Linked DNA regions of Urocitellus parryii: region 2 is linked to region 1. Evidence: chromatin contacts called from public Hi-C data. All regions are on one chromosome and are shown on one strand. The core of a region is the stretch at or near the end of the contact, and the rest is flanking DNA. Distances in the headings are between cores, read along the strand shown. Region 1 holds the start of Hormad2 (HORMA domain containing 2). Region 2 holds the start of Castor1 (cytosolic arginine sensor for mTORC1 subunit 1).

Region 1 (6,161 bases), core at 1,320-3,819:
ATAAAGCCACTCTCATTCTTCTCAGTTCAGCTATCATACTGTAAACATGTGTACTTATTTTAGTCTATTTAGTGCCCAATTATTTAACTCTTTTGGGCTTCCTTTTATGATTTTGCTATTTAAAATGGCCCCAAGCATAAGGAAATGCTGATTGATTCCTAAGTTCCTGTGATATCCGTTAGAGAAAAAAAAAATGCATGTGTTAGATAACTTTCATTTAGGCATGAATAAGTGTGTGCATGTGTGTGTGTGTGTGTGTGTGTGTGTGTGTGTGTGTGTGTATTCACAGATAATTGTGCACATTTGTATAAGCAAGGAAAAAGGTGTAGAAAGAAGCAGGTGAAGTTCTTAACAGCATAACCTCAGAGGGTGATTTAAGGGTAGAAGGATAACAATAAGGGAGTATAGTAAAATGATTAAGAGGATGGACAGTACAGTCAAAGAGTCAGGTTTAGTCCTTATTCTGTTACTAACAAACTGTATGGTCTTGGTCACAGGTCAGAAAGTTTTTCTGTCAAAGGGCCACATAGTAAATATTTTAGGCTTTGCAGTTGATTTTGCCATTTTAGCATGTAGGAAGATATAGACACTCTTAACTGAATGGGAGTAGGTTATGTTCCAACAAAACTTTATTTACAATGTATGGTGGAAAGTTCCTGATATTTACTTCTCTGCAACCTATTTCTATCATCTGTAAAATATAGATAACAGTGACAACTACTTAAAAATATTTTTTAGTGATACATACTTTGTTGAATTGTTGCTGAGAGTAAATGAGTTAATGTTTATAAAGTACTTATAGTGCCTGGTTCAACAGTTTAATATTTTTCATGTATTGTTTCAATTGTTACAACAAGCATGTATTACTCTGATAATCTGTAAAATATTAAATAAAACCAAAATTAAAATAAAGAGAATACTTGAGCCAGGCGCAGTGGTACATGCCTGTAATCCCAGCAACTTAGGGAGACCCTGTCTCAAAATAAAATATGAAAAGGGCTGGGATGTGGCTCAGTGGTCAAGTGACCCTGGGTTCAATCCCCAATACTAGAGGGGGGGGGAGGAGTGGGGGGAGGGAAAACACCAGTAGCCTCATGGAATTTACAATCCTATCAAAAAGAAAAGACTTGGACATAAAAGAGAAGTTAGCATACCAGACAGCTGAGAATAAGTAGTAAATGAATGGAGAGACACTAGAGGCTCCAGGAAGAGAAGGTGAGCTATTGGTTACCTGAGGCTGGCCCTGAGTGAAGGCTTTGTAGGCAAAACGAGACCTAGTTGGGTCCTGAAAAAAAGGTAGGATTTGAACAAGTGGCAAGAAAGAGGAATACAATTAGTTCAGGCAAGGAAGCAAGAATGCTATGACACATCTGGGACACAGGTATCAGGTTGAAATCATGATGCTGAGAGTTCAAGCAGGGTATAATGGGAATAAAAAGGGAGAAGGACATAGAAACCAAGATGTAGCAAATCTAGAATGCCACATAAAAAAATTGTATTTAATCCTTAAAGAAACAGGAAATTCCTGAAACTTGGATAGGGAAGTTTTCTTCTATTATTAAATGCTTGAGTTAAAAAACATCTACAGCCCTAGGACCACCAGAAGTATCTTATATGTGTAGCAAAGTAGTAGTCCTCAAATCTGATGAAGTTCTTTAAAAATTTTTATTTTTTAAAAATTTTAGCTAGGCTCAGTGGTGCATGCCTGTAATTCCAGCAGCTTGGGAGGCTCAGGCAAGAGGATCGCGAGTTCAAAGCCAGCCTCAGCAAAAGTGAGGTGCTAAGCAACTCATTGAGACCTTGTCTCCAAATAAAATTCAAAATAGGGCTGAGGATGTAGCTCAGTGGTAAAATGTCCCTGAGTTCAATCCCTGGTACCCCACTTTCCAAAAAAAGATTTAAAAAATTTTACATATGATATATATATGATAGTTACATAGAGTATAATTTATTCTAATTAGGATCCCATTCTTGTGGTTGTGTATGATGTGGCGTTTCACTGGTCGTGTACTCATATATAACAGGAAAGTTATGTCTGATTCATTCTACTCTTTCCTGTTTCCATCCCCCACCCTTTCCTTCATTTCCCTTTGTGTAATCCAATGCTTCTATTCTTCCCTCCTCCCCCTCCTTATTATGTGTTAGCATTCACATATCAGAGGGAACATTTGGCCTTTGGTTTTCTAGGATTGGCTTATTTCACTTAGCATGATAGTAACTAGTTCCATCCACTTACCAGTAAATGCCACAATTTCATTCTTCTTTATGGCTGAGTAATATTCTACATTCTCTTTATCTATCCGTCTGTTGAAGGGCATCTAGGTTGGTTCAATAGCTTAGATACTGTGAATTGAGTTACTATAAACATTGATGTGGCTGTTATTATAATATGCTGATTTTAAGTCCTTTGGGTATATGCTGAGGATAACTGGGTCAATTGGTGGTTCCATTCCAAGTTTCCTGAGGAATCTTCATATTGTTTTCCATGGTGTTACAGCAATTTGCAGTCCCACTAGCAATTTCCTCGCCAACATTTACTGTTACTGTTACTTACTGTTACAATTATCATTCTTGATAATTGCCATTCTGACTGGGGTGAGATGGAATTTCAGTGTAGTTTTGATTTGCATTTCATTAATTGCTAGAGATGTTGAATATTTTTTTATATATTTGTTGACCATTCATATTTTTTCTTCTGAGAAGTGCCTATTCGATGCCTATTCTGTGAAGTGCCTATTCAGTGCCTATTTAGTGCCCATTCATTGATTGGGTTATTTGTTTTTGGGTGTTAAGTTTTTTGAGTTCTTTATATATCCAGGAGATTAATGCTCTGAGGTGCAGGTGGAAAAGATTTTCTCCCATTATGTAGGCTTTCTCTTTATACTCTTGCTTGTTTCCCTTGCTGCAAAGAAGCTTTTTAGTTGGATACCATTCCATTTATTGATACTTGATTTTACTTCTTGTGCTCTAGGAGTCTTACTGAGGAAGTCTGTTCCTAAGACAACATAATGGAGATGCAGGCCTATATTTTCTTTTGGTAGCCATAGGGTCTCTGGTTTAATGCTTACTTAGGTCCTTGATCTACTTTGAATTGAGTTTTGTGTAGGGTGAAAGATAGGAGATAAATTTCATTTACTGTATATGTGTTGAGAGCCACAGCCAATGTATATGGACTTCCAATTTTCTCAGCACCACTTATTGAAGAGGCTATCTTTTCTCCAATGTATGTTTTTGGTGCCTTATCTAGTATAAGATAACTGTATTTGTGTGGGTTTGTCTCTGTGTCTTCTGTTCTATTGGTCTTCGTGTCTATTTTTATGCAGATATTTTGCTGTTTTTGTTACTGTAGTTCTGTACTATAATTTAAAGTCTGGTATTGTGATGCTTCCTGCTTCACTTTTCTCACTAAAGATTAGTTTGACTATTCTGGGCCTCTTATTTTGCCAAATGTATTTCATGACTGCTTTTTCTAGTTCTGTGAAGAACATCATTGGAGTTTTAATAGGAATTGTATCAAATCTGTATGGTATTAATTCTGCCTATCCAAGAACATGGGAGGTCTTTGCATCTTCTAAGACCTTTTTCAATTTCTTTCTTCAGTGTTCTGCAGTTTGCATTGTAGAGATCTTTCACCTCTATTGTTAAATTAATTCCCACTATTTTTTTGAGGCTATTGTGAATGGGATAGTTTTCCTAATTTCTCTTTCAGCTGATTCATCACTGGTGTATAGAACACAATTGATTTATGGGTGTTATCTTGTTACTTTGCTGAATTTATTTATGAATTCTAAAAGCTTTTTGGTACAGTGTTTTTGGTCTTCTAAATATAGAATATCGTTGGCAAATTGGAGTAGTTTGAGGTCTTCTTTTCCTATTCATATCCTTTTAATTTTTTTTGCCTAATTGCTCTGGCTAGGGTTGATGAAGTTTTTTTTTTTAAATAAATGACAGTGGAATGCATTATGATTCTTATTACACACATATACCATAATTTTTCATATCTCTGGTTGTATATAAAGTATATTGACACCAATTTGTGTCTTCATATGTACTTTGGATAATGATGTCTATCACATTCCACCATCCTTGCTAACCACCCTTTCCCTCCCATCCCTCTGCCCTATCTAGATTTCATCAGTTCTTCCCATGTTCCCCTTCCCTACCCCATTATGAGTCAGCCTCCTTATATCAGAGAAAATATTCGGCATTTGTTTTTTTGGGATTGGCTAATTTCGCTTAGCATTATCTTCTTCAATGCCATCCATTTACCTGCAAATGCCATGATTTTATTCTCTTTTATTGCTGAGTAAAATTCCACTGTGTATATATGCCACATTTTTTTAAATTCATTCATCCATTGAGGGGCATCTAGGTTGGCTCCACAGTTTAGCTATTGTGAATTATGCTGCTATAATGTGGCTGTGTCCTTGTAGTATTCTGTTTTTAAGTCTTTTGGGTATAGATCAAGGAGAAGGACAGCTGAGTCAAATCGTGGTTCCATTCCCAGATGATGAAGTTATTTTTAAGACCAAGTCATACTTATAAGCTTCTATTACCAGCAAGCCTCAATATGATAAAATACAAATTTGGTTAGGTTCTGGGGATTCCAAAACTTGGTGATAGAATATACTTTAACTGTTACAATTGTAGTGAGACTACACTAACATAGATGAAATTATTTTTAATACTTATGTGGCCTTAATAATAAATAGGAATTTATCTTAAGATTAAGGTTGAGAAAATTAGTTGGGTAGATCTACCCTCAATCCTTTTTTAGGCCTTGCACAGCATTTTAAAACTGAAAGGATCTTTGAGTTAATCTAATAAAATGTACTCATGCCTCAGGTGCCAAAAAGAAACCTAGGAAATAAATTATTTGCCAGATCATAGTGCTAGCAAGTGATTGAGATCCTTTTACTATATAACACAATTCTACTGCTTAAGTTTTATAATTCTGTCACACAGAAGCAGAAACTACCCCTCAACAGGTCTTTAGATGAAAAAGAACTTCCCCAAAGCTTTTCTATATCCATAAAAATGATTTTAGAATGTACAAAAGACATTCTAGATATAATTATGATGCATAAGAATGCAAAGTTTTAAAATTATGATGATAGCAAATCTTTTCCTGGCACAAATAACACTTGTTTGAAAAAGGTGTGTGTGTAGGGGGGGAATGCAAGTGGGTGATTTTCCTATTTTATTAAAAATAAAAGGAAGACAACTGTACAGTTTTTTTTCTTTTTCTCCCAGCTCCCAGTGTGTAATGTTAAATATTAGCCCTAGCCAGGCATATATACATATACACAGACCTAGTCTCTAAAACTGCTTGGCAAATTCAAAATCAACTGCATTGTCTTACTGTCAACTTCCTGTCCTTCCCCTTCCCTGTCTATAACTATTTATAAAAGACTCAGAAGTAAAAAGAGGTCAGGAGGTTTTTAAGTGACTAGTGAGACCAGATAAAGCCATGTCTTATGCAATAGAGACAACCACCAAAAAGTCCTTCTAGGACACAATCCATCAATTATGTGGAAAAACCCAAAGTTTCAACAGTGCACACTGAAGCACTTGGCTGACTGATTCCTCTCACCTTCCCCAAAAGTTTCCACTTCCATTTAACAGGGGACTTTGTGAAGCCCAAAGACCCTCCAATGGATAGTTTCTAGCTGACTGGCAAAAGCTTTAGCTTCTCCCAACCATTACTTGGACCCCATCCCCTTCCTTAAGAAAACAGAGAGACCATAAGGGCAGATTAACAAAAGTGAGAAGGAAACTGGGCTTGGACCTGCCACTGCTCATCATTGGGAAGTCACTCCAGGGAGAGCTTTTTCTACTTCCCTTCTTTGCTGCTCGAAGCTGCCACCCCTTTCCTCCCCACCAAAGGTTCTGAAAGTCTCAAAAGGGGTGCCCAACTTAAAGAAAGACTTAAAGATACTCCTACAACCCCTGTAGTTCTGGGTTCCCACTCGTCTAGCCAGAACAAACTACCTTGCCTGTTCTGTCCTCTGCCATCTATCTTCATAGTGAACAAACTACTCAACAAAACACACATACCCACCTAAATCCCTAACCCTGTAATATTACTAGCAAATCAACAAAACAAAATATAAGTATATCCTCATCATTACACAGATGAGATTGGTTGTTGCTGTCCTTGT
Region 2 (6,161 bases), core at 1,652-4,151, 170 kb before region 1:
GGGCAACTGGACAAGTCCCTGTCCCCCAACCAAGCTGCGGTAGTGACGGCTGCAGGAGATGCATGTCTCTCACAGGATGTGCCCTCAAAGGACCTGGCCTCTCAGGCCCCAGCCCCCCAGGACTCAGCACCCCAGGACTTAGCCCACCACTGCTCCCAGGAGAGCCTGACATCCCAGGAGAGTGAAGATACCTACTTGTAACCCCGGCAGCTCAGGCCTCCAGGGTGGGGGTCTCCACACACCTACATGATTTGAAGACTGATGCTCCAGCTCCTGCTCACCCAAGGGCCCCACTGCTTGGCCACTGGGCTGGGAGAGTCTGGCTGGACTAGCACAGATTCTGCCTGAGCCTCCTTATTTATTTTCTCTAGAGTGGAGCTCTGGCTGGCCCAGCCAGGGCAGACAGAAGCCAGGGCCAAGTGGGTGGGGCCTCATTCAGCACCCTTCCTGGATGCTCCCAGGATTAGGGTGCTGGCATGAGGAGAGAGGGTGGGGTGCCCTTTGTGTAAAATAGAAATGTGGTTTTGTACAGAAATAAACAGGCTTGTGTAGAGAGTTGGTGTGTAGCTAGGGACTGGGAAGGGGTGACACCCTGGTGCTTAGCATCTCTTCTCCACATCTCTTAACCCAAAACTATCCTCTTTGAGAAGAACCTTTGGCAGAGGAATTGCCAAGTCCAGGACCAGCCCCTCTTACTGGCCCCATCTTCCCTGACCCCATCCCTTTCCTCTGCCATGGATGAGGGACACCAGGGCTTGGAGCCCACCACTGGATCAGAGCAGGGTTATGATTTCCTGGACTTAGGTCCCTTTTAATAATCATTGAAGGGTAAGGGCTTCCTGCAGAGGTGGCTTCAAGTTCTTTCCCCTCCAAGGCCTAGCCAGATGCCACTTCAGGTCCTGATTAGCTTCTGAGTGCTCATTGGAGATTGGGAGCTGGCACCAGGGGTGAGGAACCATGAATGTCCTCATGCTCAGCCCAGACCTCTGTCAAGAGGCAGACAGGTGAGGGGAGAAGTCTGGGTCCTTGATAAAATGCTGCCTTATGTTTACTGAGCACTTACCTTGTGGCAGGCAGGCTTGGTTGTGTGGTGTGCCTGAGAGGTAGGGAACTGGAGCCGAGTGGGAAAGGAGCCTTGCCTTCCAACATGAAGAGTCACACTGGCACCTAGATCCCTTCACTCATCTCCCTCTCCTGACCAGTTTTCTAGTGATCCTACTGCCACTGAGAGGCCAGGCAGGCATTTGGTCACAACTGATGACTGGCAAGGCTGAGGACAGGGTGTCCCTGAGAAAGGCCCCCCCCCCCTTCTGCTGAGGAAGCAGCTTTTCCAGTCAAACAATAGGAGCTGTTCCTGGCAGGAGACCAGGCTCAGCCAGGCCATAGTGGGTGGGGAGGGTGGAGGGAGGAGCAGAGCCTGTGAGCTTTTAGGCATTGGTTGTGTATGAGACATCTTTTTCTGGTACAGCTGGGGATACTGAAGCCTAGGGAGGTGAACTACCAGTGGAGGCTCGAGGGAGACCACCCACTTCCTCCCCCTGCCCATTACCCTGTGTTTTCCCACCCTATCTTCACCTGCCCTGGGTGAGATGGGCTCAGTCTGAGAAACACTCCTCCTTCCTCCAGTTCTCTAGGGGACAGGCCAGGATATCATGGTTGCACAGAGTTTCCTGGAATACCTACAAATCCAAGAATGCAGGGAATAGGTTTAGCGTGATCCCTAGGTGCTTGTGGTGGAGGTTCCAGAACAGGTAGAAAGCCTGCTCAGTATTACTTTAACCCACTTGGTTCAAACCCTCTGTTTGAGGCCAGAGGATGCTTGAGCCAAAAAAAAAAAAAAGCCCCTTGGAGCATGCTCAGCTCTACCATGAAGCCACCTGAGCTTGCTGATGCCTGCTCAGCCTTGAGGTCGTCTTAGACCTTGCAGAGGTCTGATAAGAATCTGGGGTGCCAGCCAGTTCTGGGGGCGTCCTTGGGCCTGAAGCAAATTAAGATGTGCTTAGGCCAACTGGGTTCTGCTAATGCCTACAGGCTCCGGAAAGGCCTCTGCAGAGCTCAAAGCCCAGGCCTAAGGTCTAAGTATCCTGTGAGCCTTAATTGCATGGGTCTGTCCCTGCAGAGCCCTGGTCATCCCTAGCCCAGGCACTTCTGAGTATCATTTTTATTGAGGGACCTCAAGCTGGGGCATCTTCAGTGCTCTACCCGACTGGCAGAGGTGGCTAGGTTTCGCCTTACCTCTGAGCTCCTGGTGGGGAGTCTTCTCCGGAACTGGGTGAGAAAAATGGGGCCACCAAGGCCTGGTGGCCCACTTGCAAAGTGGAGAGGGGATATTATCAATACCAATCCTAGGCAGCCACTGCTTTGGGAACGGGGGGGCCTTTGTCACCACAACTTCAGTCAGCTTTGGAGGTTTTGCCTCACACGAAGCCAGAAAGAGGAAGGACAGAAATGCCTCACACCATCACACTCTTGGGAGTTAATTACATCTCGTTCCGGGAATTTGGGGGCAGCATTCTACTCCCAGTCAGGCTCCGGTTTGTCTCAAGGCCCCTCCTAGTCTTAAAGCCCTCAACCACAATGCCCACGTGTGTGCCCCAGAGGACAGAATCAAACCCGTTCCTACTAAACAGCCGCCAGCTGGTGGAAAGGGCGGAGCCAAAGGGTGGGGGCGCGGTCAAGGCGGGGCCCAGGGAACGCAGGCCCAGTGGAATCAAGCGGTGATTCGGGAGCTAGGGCTAGAGGGGTGGAGCCATCCGGGGTGGGGCTCGGAGAGCTGGAAGAAGCTGGGTGAAGTACTGGTGTGGAAGGCGTGGCCACCTTGCATAGGCTGCGCATCTTGAAGGGCGTGACCGTCAAGTAGCTGGGCGCCCAGCTGAGTGCCCTGTTGGGCGGGTCTGCAGTGTTGTGAGCGGCGTGTATAGTCCCGCACAGCGGCTCCTTTAAGTCCGGGGAGCCACCCCTGCCGCCCCGCCTCCGGCCTCGGTTTAGCTGGCGGCGGGGCTGGGGCCGCGCGAGCCGAGATGGAGCTGCACATCCTAGAGCACCGGGTGCGGGTGCTGAGCCTCGCCCGCCAGGGTCTCTGGCTCTACACCCACCCTCTCATCAAGCTGCTCTTCCTGCCCCGCCGTAGCCGGTGCGCTCCCGGGTTCGGGGGCGCCGATGGGGGCGGGGGGGGCTCTTCACTGTCTCTCCCGGCCAGGGTTGGAGGATTAGGATCGTCGCGAGGCGGGCGGGAGCGGGAAGGCAGGCGCTCCCCCTCCGGCCGCCATCCGGCCTGGGCCTACCCTCCCGGGGACCGCCGCCTATCCGGTCCCGGAGGCTGCATCCCAGGGCCAGTCAAGGCGCAAACAGCCTGGAGTGGGAAATGCTTAACTCCGAATGGTGTGAAGTGGGGGCATTCCTACCTGGCCACTACGGAGAGCTCCTTCCCGACGCCTCCCATCAGGTCAGAGGGGCCGGCCTGGGGGCCCAAGGTCCGATGCCCCTGGTGTTGTCTCGGGTGTGAGCCTCTCCTCCCTGGAGTAATGGAGGGGCGGGAGGCTACGGGGAGGGAGTTTTGGAGGTGGACAACAGCCCTTGCCTGGGGAAATGGGGCCCACACCCCTTTGCCAGGGGAAATTGAGCCTGCGGATGGGGGCCGGGCAGGAAGGCGCCTGGCAGGGGGTCCTTTGGGACGAATTGAGCTCAGTCCACCCCCACCCCCACCCCCCGGGAGTGCTCCACTCCAGGCTGAAGATCCTCCCTACTCCCGACCAGGTGTAAATTCTTCAGCCTGACGGAGACCCCCGAGGATTACACGCTCATGGTGGACGAGGAGGGCTTTAAAGGTGGGGTCTAGTCTCATGCCTCCCTTTATGCAGGATTCCTAACGGATGCTGGGATCCAGATCCCAAGAACTTGGGCCTTGAAAGGCAGATGGATCTGGGTTCGAATTCTACTCCACCACTCACTGGCTCTCTTGATGAAATCACTTTCCCTGAGATATTTCCTCTTTTGTAAAATGGGTATAGTTACGGTAGTGATCTAGCAGGGTCCCAGGAGGGTATCATAAAAGTGAAACTGTCAGGGAGGGGTCACTTAATTGCCTTAGGCCAGTAAGGAGGGGGGCAGGTATCTTAGCTACAGGTCCGGACTTGAATGTGTGGGGTGGGGGAAGGAGGTTCCTGCTGCTGTTTTAACCCCTAAGCATTGTTTTCTGTTGGACTTTTATCCCGGGTACACGTCAGCTCCTCTCCTGCTGGTCTAGGAACTCCTGGAGTCTGAGGGTTGAGAAAGGAATGCAGGAGCAGGCAGCCAGGGCAGGGTCCTGGGGGCCTCCTGGCTGTGCCTCTGGGAACAGCAGCCAACCGGGGCCCTGGCCCTTGTTCAGAACTGGCCGCCAGCCTGGTCCCTCCCTGGGCCCTGGAGCTGCTGTCTCTTCCCACTTCTGCAAGAGTTACTTCCTTACAGGCCGGGATCACACTAACCAACTGGAGGCTGTCCTATCTCCTTGCTGCTCCACTTCAGGCCTTGGGTTCCGAGTTGCTACTTAATTTCAGGGAAGTCTGGATCTGCAAACGAGGAAAAGCCCTTCCACCCACAGGCTAACCCAATCTGCTTGCGCCCCCCAGTGGTGCTTTGTGATATAAAGCTTCTGTTAATGCTCAAAACATTACTTTCATCCCATTTTACAGATAAGGAAACAGATCATTTGCCCCATAACAAGTAATTAGCAGAGCTGGGATTTGAAACCAGTTAGTTGAGTCTGGAGTTCAGATCTTTAATGGGAAGGTTCAACACCCCCCCCCTTCGCCAACACACACACAGTACCCAAAGCACTTCTCAGTCTGCATACCTATGGGTATTACTCTGCAGCATTAGGGGGAGACAGCTCTCATCTCCAGACCTGCCTATATATTGCTGACCCTCCAAGGCACAGACAGGGAAATTAAGTCTCAGAAAGGGGTAGGGCTAGCCCTGAAGGCCCTTACTAGGCATTTGCCTCCTACTACAGAGCTGCCCCCATCGGAATTTCTGCAAGTGGCTGAAGCCACCTGGCTGGTGATGAATGTATCGTCGCACAGTGGTGCAGCAGTGCAGGCTGCTGGGGTCACTAAAATTGCTCGCTCAGTCATCACGCCACTGGCCGAGCACCATGTATCTGTGCTGATGCTATCCACTTACCAGACAGACTTCATCCTGGTAAGTTTCCCATAGGTATAGGCACAAGGCAGCATGGGCATGGGTGCCTGGGGGACCCATGTGATGTGCCATATGCCTATGGCCCAGGTGCGGGAGCAGGACCTGTCTGTGGTGATCCACACTCTGGCCCAGGAGTTCGACATTTACCGTGAAGTGGGTGGGGAGCCTGTACCTGTTGCCAGGGATGATTCCAGCAACGGCTTTCCTCGTGCCCAGCATGGTGAGGTCTGCCTCTTGACACCTAAACTTTCCAGTGGGGCTCTTCCCTTATGCTGGTGGGTCTGGGAGCATGGGAAAACCAGCAGACACTAACTGCCTCTTGAGCTGGGAGGAGGAGTGGGAGGTCCCAGGCTGGTTCCTGGAGTTTGAGGTAAGCCGGCCTGGGGTTATTCCCAGACTGACCATCAGGGGTCGCCCCAGCCCGTGAATGCCTTTTCATCTGGCGCCCTGTCCACCTCAAGCAGGGCCCAGCCCCACAGTGCATCCCATTCAGAGTCCACAGAACCGCTTCTGTGTTCTCACACTGGACCCTGAGACACTGCCAGCCATCGCCACCACCCTCATTGATGTCCTCTTCTACTCTCACAGGTGGGTTGTGTGTACATTTGGTCTTTGTCCTCACACCACTGTTTCCTTCACTCTGACTCACCTTTGTCCTATCTGCTTCGTCTGCACCCTGTTCCCTTTGCTGTGTCTCAGGGTTCCTGGCAGCCCATGGTTTCCGCATGCCCTTCACTGATATTCAGGGAAGGTCTTAACCTCAAAGTTAGAGCCTTCTCCTGTGGTCAGCAGAGCCACTCCCATCATTCCCTGTTCAGATCCTCTACCTCTGGGGTCTTTCATCTTCAGCATGGACAAGGCTTATTGTCCTACCCCATCCCCACCAGCACCTCCCAGTAGAGATTGACTGTAAGTAGATAGAGTGGGCTGGGTGTTTGGCAGAAACCCTGACCCTGCTGTCCCTCCCTAGTGCCCCCAAG

Evidence for each region. Hi-C and Micro-C count contacts between places; a contact is called where the count stands out from the background.
Region 2: a contact with region 1 is called in a Hi-C map of muscle, with 4 times the contacts expected there. The contact joins the promoter of Castor1 here to the promoter of Hormad2 in region 1. A contact is called at or near these places in 2 of 2 Hi-C or Micro-C datasets (liver and muscle).

Annotation. Positions count from the first base shown.
Region 1 is chr3:116,035,176-116,041,336 of mUroPar1.hap1, reverse strand. Hormad2 (HORMA domain containing 2) reads right to left here and starts at 2,569. Exons shown (of 11, transcript XM_026408948.2): 1 at 2,555-2,569; 2 at 1,232-1,285. The coding sequence starts at 2,569.
Region 2 is chr3:116,202,578-116,208,738 of mUroPar1.hap1, reverse strand. It overlaps Castor1 (cytosolic arginine sensor for mTORC1 subunit 1), which reads left to right and starts at 2,901. Exons shown (of 8, transcript XM_026408954.1): 1 at 2,901-3,133; 2 at 3,757-3,827; 3 at 4,994-5,181; 4 at 5,269-5,401; 5 at 5,646-5,769. The coding sequence starts at 3,021. Tbc1d10a (TBC1 domain family member 10A) reads left to right here. Exons shown (of 9, transcript XM_026408951.2): 9 at 1-516. The coding sequence ends at 201.